2 separate regions of the Gossypium hirsutum genome follow, and region 2 is linked to region 1. Evidence: chromatin contacts called from public Hi-C data. All regions are on one chromosome and are shown on one strand. Each heading gives the region's core, a stretch centred on a gene start, on an enhancer-like site or on the middle of the called end of the contact. The rest is flanking DNA. Distances are from core to core; before and after follow the strand shown.

Evidence for each region. A called contact is a pair of places that touch in the nucleus more often than the background predicts.
Region 2: a contact with region 1 is called in a Hi-C map of leaf, with 1.6 times the contacts expected there. The contact joins two enhancer-like sites. A contact is called at or near these places in 3 of 34 Hi-C or Micro-C datasets (leaf and petal).

The regions. Positions count from the first base shown.
Region 1 is chrA10:16,403,000-16,409,705 of Gossypium_hirsutum_v2.1, forward strand. No RefSeq gene overlaps it. Among protein-coding and RNA genes, the nearest start is that of LOC121208764, 14 kb to the left of the region's middle. Within about 2 kb of position 1,367, at least 3 of the 9 cell types and tissues checked have an H3K27ac peak or open chromatin away from gene starts, as enhancers often do. A contact at or near this core is called in leaf, where this site is marked.
Region 2 is chrA10:16,459,276-16,465,684 of Gossypium_hirsutum_v2.1, forward strand. No RefSeq gene overlaps it. Among protein-coding and RNA genes, the nearest start is that of LOC121208249, 25 kb to the right of the region's middle. Within about 2 kb of position 3,551, at least 5 of the 9 cell types and tissues checked have an H3K27ac peak or open chromatin away from gene starts, as enhancers often do. A contact at or near this core is called in leaf, where this site is marked.

The DNA.
Region 1 (6,706 bases), core at 117-2,616:
GTAAACAAAATAAAAAGTCATGTACAGGAATCGTCATCAGAAATTCTTTTGGTAATATTTTAAAAGTAAAAGCTTACAATAACGAGCATATACCGACGACGTTTACAGCAGAGGCACTCGCATTTGTCTAGGCGGTTAGATTCGAAGCAGAGTCAGGCTTTTTAAGAGTTGAAGTTGATGGCGACGTGTTAGCTATTATTAAAAAAATACTAAGTGAGGAAGAGGATAGATATGAAATCAGGGTTTATATTTTAGATGCTAAAAGATTAAGAAGCAACTTTGTTAGTTGTAGATTTAAGCATGCAAGGAGACAAACAAACAAAGTGGCTCATATACTTGCAAAAGAAGGTTTGATCGAGAGCGAGAATACTTATTTGGCTTCTGGTCTTTTTAGTTCGATAGTTAGGGCCGTCAAGGTTGACATACAAGGTGGAAGAGGAGGAAGTTGAAGGGATTATGTAAAATCTAAGGAACTTTACAAATTTGAATACAAGGAAACAATAGATTTGAGGGGTTGAAGAAAGAGTATTTCTATTTTTTAAGAGAAGAAAATGATAGGAAAATGGAAAGGCATTTGAGATCCAAAGTTTCTTTAGTAAAAGAGTAACTAAAATAGCGAGTAAAATCGCTCATTTCAGAGATGCCTTGGATCAATTGAGAGTTTTGACGTGGTTGACAGTTATCTTTCAGAGCTTGAAGAGACAAATTGTTGAAGAAGAAGAGGGATCGTCAGAAATGGAAACTGGCTACGGGGTAGTTTCTTTAGGGTTTTGTTTTGAAATGAGTATTTTTTAAAGTTTGGGCTCGTTTAAGCTTTAGAATTGTAGGACGGATTGGGTTTTTAATGGGCCTTTGTTTCTAGTTCAGGGTTTGTTTTTACTTTATTATTTTTCTTTTTCTAATTTGAATAAAATTATAGGCCAAGTTTTATCATATATATATATCTTCTACTTTGTCTTCTAATTGAATTTATTCGTAGATCATGACACTAAAACCAGGCCAACCAAAAGTTTTGTGTGAAAATGAATTTTATATTATTTGTAAAAATAAATTATTTATATTTATTTTAAATCTTTTATTAGATTGATGTTATGAATCAATTAAATATCAATTCAATTATGAAAATATTAAATTTGTATTTCATATAAAAATCAAATTATATTTTTTATTAAGGTGTATTGATCTTTTTATTTAATAATTTTATAAAAAATTGGTTATAAAACATGAAAAATAATTAATTTTATTTTTGTAACCAGTATATAAAAAGAAAGTGGTGGGATTTGATTTGAGGTCAAAGAAAGTGAGAGGTTAAAGTGAGCATCGTTGTCGAGAGTAATTTGTCCTAAACGACGACGTCGCATTCAACTTCCCGAATCTATCAACCCTCAATGTCGCTGTCAATGGTTGTGCCTTCTTCTACGCCACTCACCCCTCAAAGTTGACCGTTAATTATATATATATATTCTCTTTTTTGGTTATTCTTTTCGAAAAATTAAATATAATTTAATACTGTTATTTATACAACATATATTTAAATCATTGCAATATAGTCTAATATAAATAATAAATATATATTATTCTTGATATCATTTTTTTTTGGTAAAATTAATTGTGACCGCTGAATTGGAATTTATAGCGTGTGAATTGCAAAATTGATGTGATTTAAGAGGTGTAGGCTGTAATTTGGTTAGAGGAATTCTCGTAATTTCGTTTCGTGTTTAAAATAAATTATATTATTCGAAGTTATTTTAGTATTTTTTATTTAAATATAATATATATACATATAATAAAATTTGAACTCATACCAATTATATTAATAAAACTTTAAATTTATCATTCAACTAATACTTTATTTTTACTTTTTATATATTTTAATCTTATTATGCATACTTTTATATCTATAATATTATTTAAACACTTAATTGAGTTGGTGTTACAAGTCAACATGGCACCAACTCCATAAGAAAAATTACCAAAATGTTTTTTCATATTTAAAATAAGTTATATCTATATTGTTATTTAAACCCCTTACTGAGTTGGTGTCACAAGTAAACCAAGCACAAACTTGATTAGGGAAACTACCAAAATATCTTTTCGTATTTAAAATAAGTTATATTATTTGATGGTATTTTAGCCTTTTTATTAATAAAAAATAAACAATATATGCATTTGGTGAAATTTGATTCTATGCCAATTGGTATATGAAAACCACAAATTTATTACTCAACCGATGCTTTATTTTAATTTTATTAATAATATTGTTGATTGAATTGGTGTCTCAAATTAACTGAACATCAACTTAGGATTGATGACAACACTATGATAAATAATTGTATTCTTTTAGTATTTTTAATTTGAGTATTTATGTGTTTTAATTTCATTTTACTCACAATTCAATATAATTTTTTATTTAAATATTATACATATTTCGTGTATTATTATTAATTAGTTTCAAACCATATGCTTCATTATTTATGATAGGTTATTTTTAAAACCACATCTATATTCTAATTAGGTGATTTCCACTTTGATACAACTTTTAGTTAATTTTAATTTTCTTTTTGGAAAACAAAAAATAAAAGAAAAATAATATATATATGTTGAATTCTCATGAAATGGGTGCATGCTTTAATCCTTCTTTTATCCTCTACCTCCCAAAATAAAATTCTTAATCAGGCAAGTCTAATGAGGTTTAAAGTCAATTAGTACTTAATATTGAATTTAAATAAATAAATTAGCTTATTATCAAAATCAGTAAATAAATAAATTAGGTACGTGTTGGCATTTTAATTTAAGAGTGAGAAATTAAGAAAATTAAAAAGTTTGATCCTAAATGGAATATATTGAGTGTTAAGTGCTCCATGCGTAGGGCATATCCTTCATTTCATTTTTAAATAAAAAATTAAACCCACATGGAATTTTTAATATTTAATTTTTTCATTGCTAAAAAACTAACCCATGAAATAGATGTATCTATTAAATAAACACCACCACCATCATCATCATATTTTCCCTTTTTTTTCTTTTTTCAAAATTTTACACTTTTTCAATATAAATTCTTGGAGATAGAAGACGAAAATGACGGATTTGGCCAATATTGAGATGATGATCAATGGGGTCTATGTACTTATCATAATATATATATAGAGAGAGAATTTTAGATGAACGATGCAAAATGACAAATAAGCAAAATATCATATAATTTGTTGGAATGTTGGCATTTAATTAATATATTTATTAGTATTATTTAAACATTCAAAAAAATATTAGGATTATTTAAAAATGAAATAATGTAACTTTTGATCCATAAATTCGGTAAGTAGGTCTATATTGGCCTTTGAGTTTTTTTTTAATCCACTTTGACCCTTGAGTTTAAAAACTATTATTTTTTTAAGTTTATTCCGTTGATGACCATAAAAAAAAAGGAATAGTGTAACATTTGACCCCTGAACTTGACATTTAGGTTCACTTTGGTACATTTACTTTTTTTTGTCCATTTTGATCCTTAAACTTGAAAAATCTAAAAGTTAGGTGATGTGGCACTCTAAGTTTGAAAAATAATTTTTTTAGATGATAATATAGTACAATCTCTAAGTGTCATATTCAGTATTTTAATAATTGTACCCATAATTGAATAGGTTAGACATCAGTTCTCAATTCAATCAGTTTGATTGGTTCAATCGTTAGACCAATAATAATTAAATAAATAAAATTTCTTAAAAATCTAAAAAAAGTAAAAAGAAAGATAAAACTGGTTTTACATGGCTTTTATATTTTTATGATTTTTTTAAATTACTATTGGTCCGATAGTTGAACCAATCGAACTAATTGAATCGAGAACTAGTGATCTAATCTTTTCAACCATCAGTTCGATTATTAAAATATTGAATATAACACTATGAGATTGTACTACATCATCATCTAATTTTTATTTATTTTTTATATGATGTCACATCATTAAACTTTTAGATTTATTTTTATTTATTTTTTAAGTGATGATGCGGTACAATCTCAAAGGATCAAAATGGATCTAGTTTTTAAGTTCAAAATAGACTAAAAAAAATATAAATACCAAAGTGAACATAGTTGTCAAATTTAGGGGCCAATGTAGGCCTACTTGTCAACTTTAGGGGCCAAAAGTCATATTGTCCCCTTTTTTCACAGTTATTACCAAAATGGACTTAAATGAATAATTATTTTTAAGTTCAGGAGTCAAAGTAGATAAACAAAGTTTAGGGGCCAATGTGGACTTACTTGCTAAGTTCAGAGACCAAAAATTACATCATCCCTTTAAAAATCAAATTAAATTTTAAGAATATTATATGAAAATATTTTTATAATATTTTTTATTTTTAAATATCAGGTAAATTCTTATTAACATGTTATATAAAAATGTTTAAAAATATCAACGTCATTATTGTTATGAAATAATGAAAGGAAAGAACAAAGTAAAGAGAAAATATTAATACAAAGAAGTAATCCAATAGAAGATAAACAAGAGAACTTTTTATTTCATTTATTGTGCATCTGTACAAGCCTTGTACATGCCTCTATTTATAGACCTTCTAACATAATACAACTCCTTAAGTTACAAAGAATAAATAGAGGTTTAATTACTATATAAAACGCTCATAATTCCATTGGGGGTTGCTACAATGGAGGTTACAACTTTGAGAGTTATGAACATCCATAATAAAGTAATATTTAAAACACTCCCCCTTGGATATCCATTGGAGAAAATTGTGCCTCATTAAAAACCTTTATTAGGAAAAACCCAATGGGATAAAAACCTAATAAAGGAAAAAGTGTACACAGTCTCTTATTACAAGTTGCCTCGTTAAAAACCTTTACTAGGAAAAGAATACAACGTGTTTTTAACTCCCCTTAATGGTGACATCACGTTATATCTTTGAGTCGACGCAATCCAATCTTGTTTCGTGGCCTTTCAAATGTTGAAGTTGGTAATGTCTTGGTAAAAAGATCTGCTAAATTATCACTAAAACGAATTTGTTGAACTTCTATGTCACATTTCTTCTCAAGATCAGGAGTAAAGAATAATTTTGGTGAAATATGTTTCGTTCTATCAACTTTGATATAACCACCCTTTAATTGAGCTATACATGCTGCATTATCTTCGTATAAGATAGTTGGCATATTTTCCTGTAAAGGAAATTACATATCTTCTGGATATGTTGGGTTAATAACCTTAGCCAAACACACTCTCGGCTTGCCTCATGCATTACAATTATTTCAGCATGATTTGAAGAGGCAGCAGCTAATGTTTGCTTTGTCGAACGCCATGATATGATAGTACCTCCATATGTAAATAAATATTCCGTTTGAGATCGGCCTTTATGTGGATCTGATATATCCAGTTTCAGCATAACTAAATAATAGAGATTTTAAAACATTTGAATAAAATAACCCCATATCAATGGTCCCTCTAAGATATCTAAATACATGTTTAATTCCATTCCAATGTCTACGTGTTGGAGAAGAACTAAATCTTGCTAACAAGTTTACAACAAAAGCTATATCAGGTCTTGTGTTGTTTGCAAGATACATCAATGCTCGTATGGTACTTAGATATGCACTTCATGACCAAGAAACTCTTCATCATTCTTATAAGGACGACATTGATCTTTATTCACATCTAACAATTGTACAACCATCGAGTACTCAATGTATGTGCTTTATCCATATAAAATTTATTTAAAATCTTTTTCATATAAGTTGACTTATGGACATGAATTCCATCTTTTAAATGCTCGATCTATAGGCCAAGACAAAACTTTGTTTTTCTAATATCTTTCTTCTCAAATTCTTTATTAAAATAATTTACTACAGTTTGAAGCTCTTCAGGAGTTCCAATATTATTTAGATCATTAACATAATTAGCAATTATCACAAATTTTGATTCAAACCTTTTTATAAAAACGCATGGGCAGATTGGATCATTTTTATAACATTCTTTTAACAAATATTCACTAAGACGATTGTACTACATATGTCCAGATTGTTTTAATCCATATAAACTTTTATTTAACCTGATTGAGCAATTTTCTCGGGAAACTCTATATCCTTCAGGGATTTTAAATCCTTTTGGGATTTTCATATAAATTTCAATATCAAGTGTACCATACAAATAGGTTGTAACAACATCCATTAGACGCATGTCAAGTTTTTCATATATTGCCAGACTAATAAGGTATCTAAATGTGATTGCATCCACCACAAGAGAATATGTCTCTTCATAATCAATGCCGGGCCTTTGCGAAAATTGTGATTTATATGTTACGACTTCATTTTTCTCATTTTGTTTTCGCACAAATATCCATTTATATCCTACTGGCTTTACATATTTAGGTGTTTGGACTATAGGTCTAAAAACCTCATGTTTAGAAAGTGAATTTAATTCTGCTTAAATTGCGTCTTTCCATTTTGGCCAATCTTTTCTATTTCTACATTACTCAATGGATTTAGGCTCAAGATCCTCATTTTCTTTTGTTATTTCAATAGCAACATTATAATAAAAATTGTTGTCGACAACTATATTTTTTCGGTTCTATCTTTTTCCTAAAGCAACATAACTTATTGAGATTTCTTTGTTATCACCATTTTCAGGTACCTGAACCTCTTCTGGGGTTTTTTGATTAGTTATATCTTTAGCCTCTTCTTAGGCACTTGCCTCCACAATATTATCATT
Region 2 (6,409 bases), core at 2,301-4,800, 58 kb after region 1:
GTGTAACTCCCCAATATATTTTTTTATGTTTCTGTAATTATTTGACACAACTGTGTATTTGCTTCAGTGGTTAAGTGTTTTGGGTGTGTGTGAGATATCTCAAGTTCAAGCTTTAGTTTTAGCAAATTTTGGTATTTTTCTGACTTAAGCCTTATACTTGCTCAGTGGGCTCATATTTAAATGTCTGCAATTCCATATCAGAATGAGTTTGCTGGTTCAAGTGATAAGGGAGTTGGGGTGTTGGAGGTTCTGAGTTTAAATCCCTGCGTTAGCGTGGGTATTAATTTTGTTCTGCTGCCTAGAAGAGTTTTGGTTATATCGAAAGTCTAAGAGTGGGAGTTAGTGGGAGGAAAATAAGGGATTTGGGGGTTATCAGAATTGACATTTTTTTCCTTTTTGCAAAAATTTTCTCCTTCCTTCTAAGGAAAAAAATTAACGTTGGTCTTCTGTTCTCTATTGTTCTTCCCTTCTTCCATTTGGCTTCGAATTCTATTTATCGACCATCACCTTTGTTTTTCTTCGCTATTCCTATCTTCTTCGCACGTTCTGGTAAGTGGGGCTTTGCTGTGCTGTAACTTGTGCTTTTCCAATTTTGATTAGGGTTTTACTCATGTTTGGGCAGCAAGGAATCAAGGAGTTCGTGATTCTACTTCTACAGGATAGTAGCTACTCGTTCGGAGTGTTGGAGTAAGCGTTAGGTGCTTGATTTGAGGTATGGTTAGGTTCGGGTTTTCAGTTTAATCGTGTGTAAAAACTGAATTTGAGTGTTGCTTTATCGACTTTTAGGTTTTGGAAGGCTTGGGAGTGGTTTCGCAGTGAATCAATATTAGGTGTGTACCCGAAACGTAGAAAAACAAGATTCGACGAAAGCCAAAAAACCCCACTGTTGACGCCACACGGCTGTGTGGTAGGCCGCGTGGTAGGCCGTGTGCAATGACACGACTGTATGATCGACGAAGACCAGGCCGTACATACGACCACGCCACTCGGGCGTGTGATCCATACAGGTAAGGCAAATCTGGGCGTGTGGGCCACACGGGCAACCCATATGGGCATGTGGGCCAATCTATCTGAATTTTCCCCTAGGGTTGCCCAAACGACTGTGGGCCTACTGTAGGGTCGGTAAGGGCTAACAAAACCCTAAACTGTATGATTTATTTACTGATATCCTAGATTGAGCATGGTAGTATTGTGCATGTATGATTATTGATCTGTATGACTAACTGAGATCTGGTTAGTAGCATGTTGAGCATGTTAAATTGTATATCTATGTTGGTATCTATTGTTGTTATTGGGGTGGGATGATGTATATTGGAGGAAGTGTTCTGAAAGGCAGTATGCCTATTATTTGGCAGCATGGCTGTGTTATATCTTTTATGTGCCGCATCAGTACAACATGATTTGTAGGGCTGGGTGGGTGTTTTAAACCCCACATAGTGTACAGTGATGGTTGGAGATGGTGTGTAGAGGATGGGGGTAGAATATCTGATTTCTGATTTTGATTATCTTGCTGTGTGCATGTTTAATTCTGCGGGTTTACACATTGAGTTTACGTAAACTCACCCTTTTCTGTTTATTTTGTACAGGTAACCCATAGACTTAGGTGGATCGGTGCAGCAAGGGCTCAACGGCGACCACCTTTCCATAAAATTGTTTAAGTTTTCTGTTTATGGCTTTATTTTATATTTTGGGTTATATTTTGAGAGTTTGTAATTTTTGGGACTCTCTGAACGTTATGATTTTTAACGGTGGTTTTGGCTTGTTTATTAACTGCATGCCATGACAAAATATTTTCTGAATTCACAATTTCAAAAATGAACTGGGTTTTAGAATTAAACGGTTTTTCGTAAGCTTTTACTGTAAAACACGTTTTAAGGCAAATCAACTAAGTAAATAACGGTTTGACGATGATTCTAATCAAATAAGAAACTAATAATTAAGGGGCTTTATCGTGACGACTACGTGTTCAAAATCCCTTTCATGTGACATCGTCAGATTTGGCCGTAACGTCTAGGTCGGGTTTGGGGTGTTACAAATTGATAATTAATAAAAAGAAATGCATTTTACTCATTAATTCATTTAAAATAAATATGTAATATTTTCCTCATTGCAAAGTCTTAATCTCTCCATCTTTTTCAAACCAAAATTTGGTTTTGTTAACCAAGATACTAATCTTTGGGTTAGTTGCCAGTCGCGGTCCCTTTAAGAGCTTTTTGTGATTTTGTTTTAAATTTTTAGATCCATTATCTTTTCTCTAAAAACTGTAGTGGTTCTAGTTTTAATTCACGTTACCTTCTCTTAAAATTGTGGTGGTTTTAATTTTTCATTCATTTTAAATCTAGTTTAAATTTTTTTTTTTTTAGCTGTGTTCTCATGCATACATCGAATTTATCAAAGTAGAAGTGTTGGCAAATTTATTGGGAATTGTTATTGGAAGACTTTGTTATGATAAAGTACCATGATAGTGTATGCAAGGTTAAACTTTGACATGATAGGAAGGAGGATAAGCCATTTTGAGATGTAAGAGTGGCTATTTCGTTAACAGTAGTTTATTGTCAAGTTCTTTTATTGATAGTAGAATTAGGGTGCAATTATTGGTGATTGATTAAGGTGATTTATTTTTGGTTAGTTTTTGAACCTTTAAGTGTTACGGTTATTGTAAGATGGTCGTTTTTTCTATTGGTTTAGCTTTCTCTATTTGATTTGATTTTTATCCTATTATTAATAAAAGATTAGTATAAATTCAAACTTGATATTAAAAATAAGAGTAAAATTCTAATAAAAATAAAAGCTTTTTAAAACGAGTAAAATAATTTTTTTATTGCTCAAAACAAGTTATGTGAGTTATTAAAATTTTTAAAGTTAATTTATTGTTAACTCATCTATTGTTTTTATATTCCATGTGGATTAATGAGGTGCAAATTTTTTGACATATAAAAGCATGCTCTTTGTTGTTATATAAATATGGGTCCATAGATGGTTACATTCTTACAACAACAAAAATATAAATTTTTACTTAAGGTTAAAAGTTCAAATTAGGGTTGAATATTTTTATAGGTTATTTATATAAGGGCTAAAATTTTTAAATTTGATCATTTAAGGATTTTATCTTTATAAAAATATTCAAATAAGAGTTTTTTACCCACTTCAAATTATTTTTGTAGTAAAAATTAAATGAGTGTTAATATGTATAAATTAAAATACATAATTGTTGAATGAGATATTACTTAAAAGAAAAAATATAATTTAAACCCTAAAATACTATATATAAAAAGTTGTTATTTGAACACTTTAATTTGACCATTTAATAATTTTAAAAAGTTTTAACTTCATTTGAACCCTTCTATAAATATTGGATCCTTTTTGTGATAATTTTGAAATGTTTGAGGTTTTATTACTTGAAAAATGTATTATAAAATTATTTAAATATTTAAATATAAATGTGAGATTTTACGCGTGTCACCAATCAAACGGCTAAAAGGAGAGTCGTAATAAAATGTTTTGGATAGAGCTCTCCTAAATAATTGATTAAACACAATATTCCTAATGTCTTCCAGCTTTGGTCCAAAATTTTAAGTTGATTGTGATCGTTGATGAAAAAGACTAGCTTTTGATGCATACAAGATGGGACCCACATCACATGCCCTTCTCTTCTATTATCTGATAAGATTAAAGGAGCAATACACAAAATGGGACCCATTTTTCCAAGTGAAAATTTTAAATTAAATTTTAGGGAGAGGGCCATAACCTTTCTCCGGGGCTTACTTTACTTATGTTTTTTAAACTAAAATATGTATAATTTTTTAAATTAAAAATATACGTTTATGTTTAAATATATGCCATCATTTTAAAATCTCGGATAACCTGATATTTTAACTGAATGAAAATTTAAAATTATATTAAAATATGTTGATGGAGTTTTAATTCAATTGGTATTGATAATATTGTTGATACAGGAAGAAATGAGTTTGAGTGCATTAAAATGCATTATCTTCCTATTTATGAGTTAGGAGGGTTATGAATAATTTTATGTATTGTGTCAAAAAAACAAATATGACCGAATTCTATAACAAAATTATTATTAAAAAATTTACATCAAAATATTTTATCTATTTCTTTTTTTTTAATTATAAAACTTGAATTCACTACCTTTTAAATTTACATTGAAAACTATGTCACTAATGGTTAATCATTTACTATATTTTATTACTGTTTTTTACCCACCAACTAGTCATATAAATTAAATCAATAAAAAGATTACATCAATTTACATTGGTATAAAATTAAATTAGTTTTGCATTTACATATTTTTAAATAATTTATATTTGAAAAACTTAACTATCATGTTTTCATATTATACTAAAGGATTAAATTATATTTTAGAATTTGAATTTGGTAATTTTTTTATATTGGAATTTAAATTTCTTGTTGTTCAAGTTAGATCTTGAATTTAGCAATTGATCTCACATCAGTGCTTGAATTTATTTTTTCAAGTTAGGCCTAAACTTGGCAAATGTTCTCACATTGGGACCTAGACTTTTTTTATTCAAATTAGTATTTGAAAATCCTAAAATTCAAGTCTTAATGTAAGAACAATTGACAAGTTCAAGGTTTAATTTAAACAAAAAAAAGTTCAGGCTCTAAAATTGACAAAGTTACCAAATTCAGGTCTTAATGTAAAAATGATTGTCAAGTTTAAGACTTGATTTAACTAAAAAAATTCAGACTCTAATATATAAAAATTGTTAAGTTCAAGTCTCATATAGTAATTAAAAACATATTATTGAATATGAAAGTGTGAAAAAAAAAACGAAGGAGATGAGAGAAGAGATGGTACATGAAAATGGTAAGCACAAGCTGAAAAAGGCAGGTAATGCTTTGGGAGAAAAACAAAAGGTTGTACATAAGCCTTTCCATGTGACCCCTGCTTTTCACTCAAACATTTTTAGCTAAAGAAGCTTAAGAGGACTGCCTGGTTTTTCTTTTTTCCCTTTTTTTCTACTTTGCCCCAAAACAAAATAGTACTACAAAAGCAAACAAATTTAGAGAAATATAAAATAAAAATCAAAAGAAAAGATAGTTTGCTTTTTGGAAGTGATGAAATAAAAGTTGGTTTGAGCTGTTACTGGGGTATTTTTTCTTACTCTTTTTTCTATATACATTTCAACTACTTTTTTTTTATGTATTAGATTATGATAAATTTATGTTGTGGGTGAAATTTTGTGTAAAAATATGTTGCAATAAATTTATATGAAATCAAACAAGATTTTTACTTGAAATGATTAAAATAAAGCTTTAAAGATCATGGTGTCTTAGGTTTAAATCTTATTATAGTAATAAAGTAATCTTTCAAGTGAGTTGATATTCGATTCACTCATAACATCATGAATAACTTTTGTGTGAGAATTTCTAACTCCACTATATGCTACTGTCATATATGAGTTTAAGTCTGATAAATCGATTTTAGTTTTGGATTATTCTAATTTTTAACTATTTTTACTTTGTATTAATTTAGTTCTATTTTATAATTGTTTGAATTTATATTTGTAATTATACAATTGTAGTATAATTACACCGTATTTGAACTATAAACCTCTCTAAAAAATATAGTCTTGAATATTGAAAAAATTAAATTAATAATTTTATGAATTTAAATTACTGTCTATAGCTACTAATTAAATAACTTATTTTTTAAAAAAGTTTTTATTTGGTAAAACTAAAAAAAAAAAAGATTGGGATTAAAAAAGTGGAAAGGTTGTATAGGTGCTAACTTTAACACAAAACAGAGAAGGGTGCTGAAACAGAAAAAGCTGCGGCTGCCAATGGACACTTATACATTTGAGGTATCCAATCATGTGGCGTTGCTTTTTAGGGTACACCCTTTAATCATCTTCTGTCTTTTCCTTTTTGGCCTTTGATTGTTTAAAGTTTTTATAGCTTCCACCATGTCCATGGCTAACAATAGGCTGCAAAAAGAATTTTTCATAAAAAATCGAAATTTGATTTGAATTAATTAGATTTAATCCAGCTCAATTATGATAGTCTATGACGTGAATCAGTAAATACATGAAATAAACAAAACACGATCAAAGGAAGTGGGTATTTCTATAAACATTACGAAAAATAGAACAAAAATATAGGATGGCAAAATTGTTTATGTAACTCAGTTTCTTTACATTTATGGAGTTTAGTTTAATGAGAAGAATTTACTATTGTTAAACTTAATACAACTAATAATCCTAGTTCTAAGACATTCGATTTAAAATCCTCACTTCTGTATTCAAAGACTAGTGCCTTACCACTAAATTATCTCCTTTAAAATTTAGTTTGTAAAACCACAATACAAAAGTTTTACCATCCAAATACATAGAAGTTCGAGACTTACTAATATACTAATAATCAATTACCA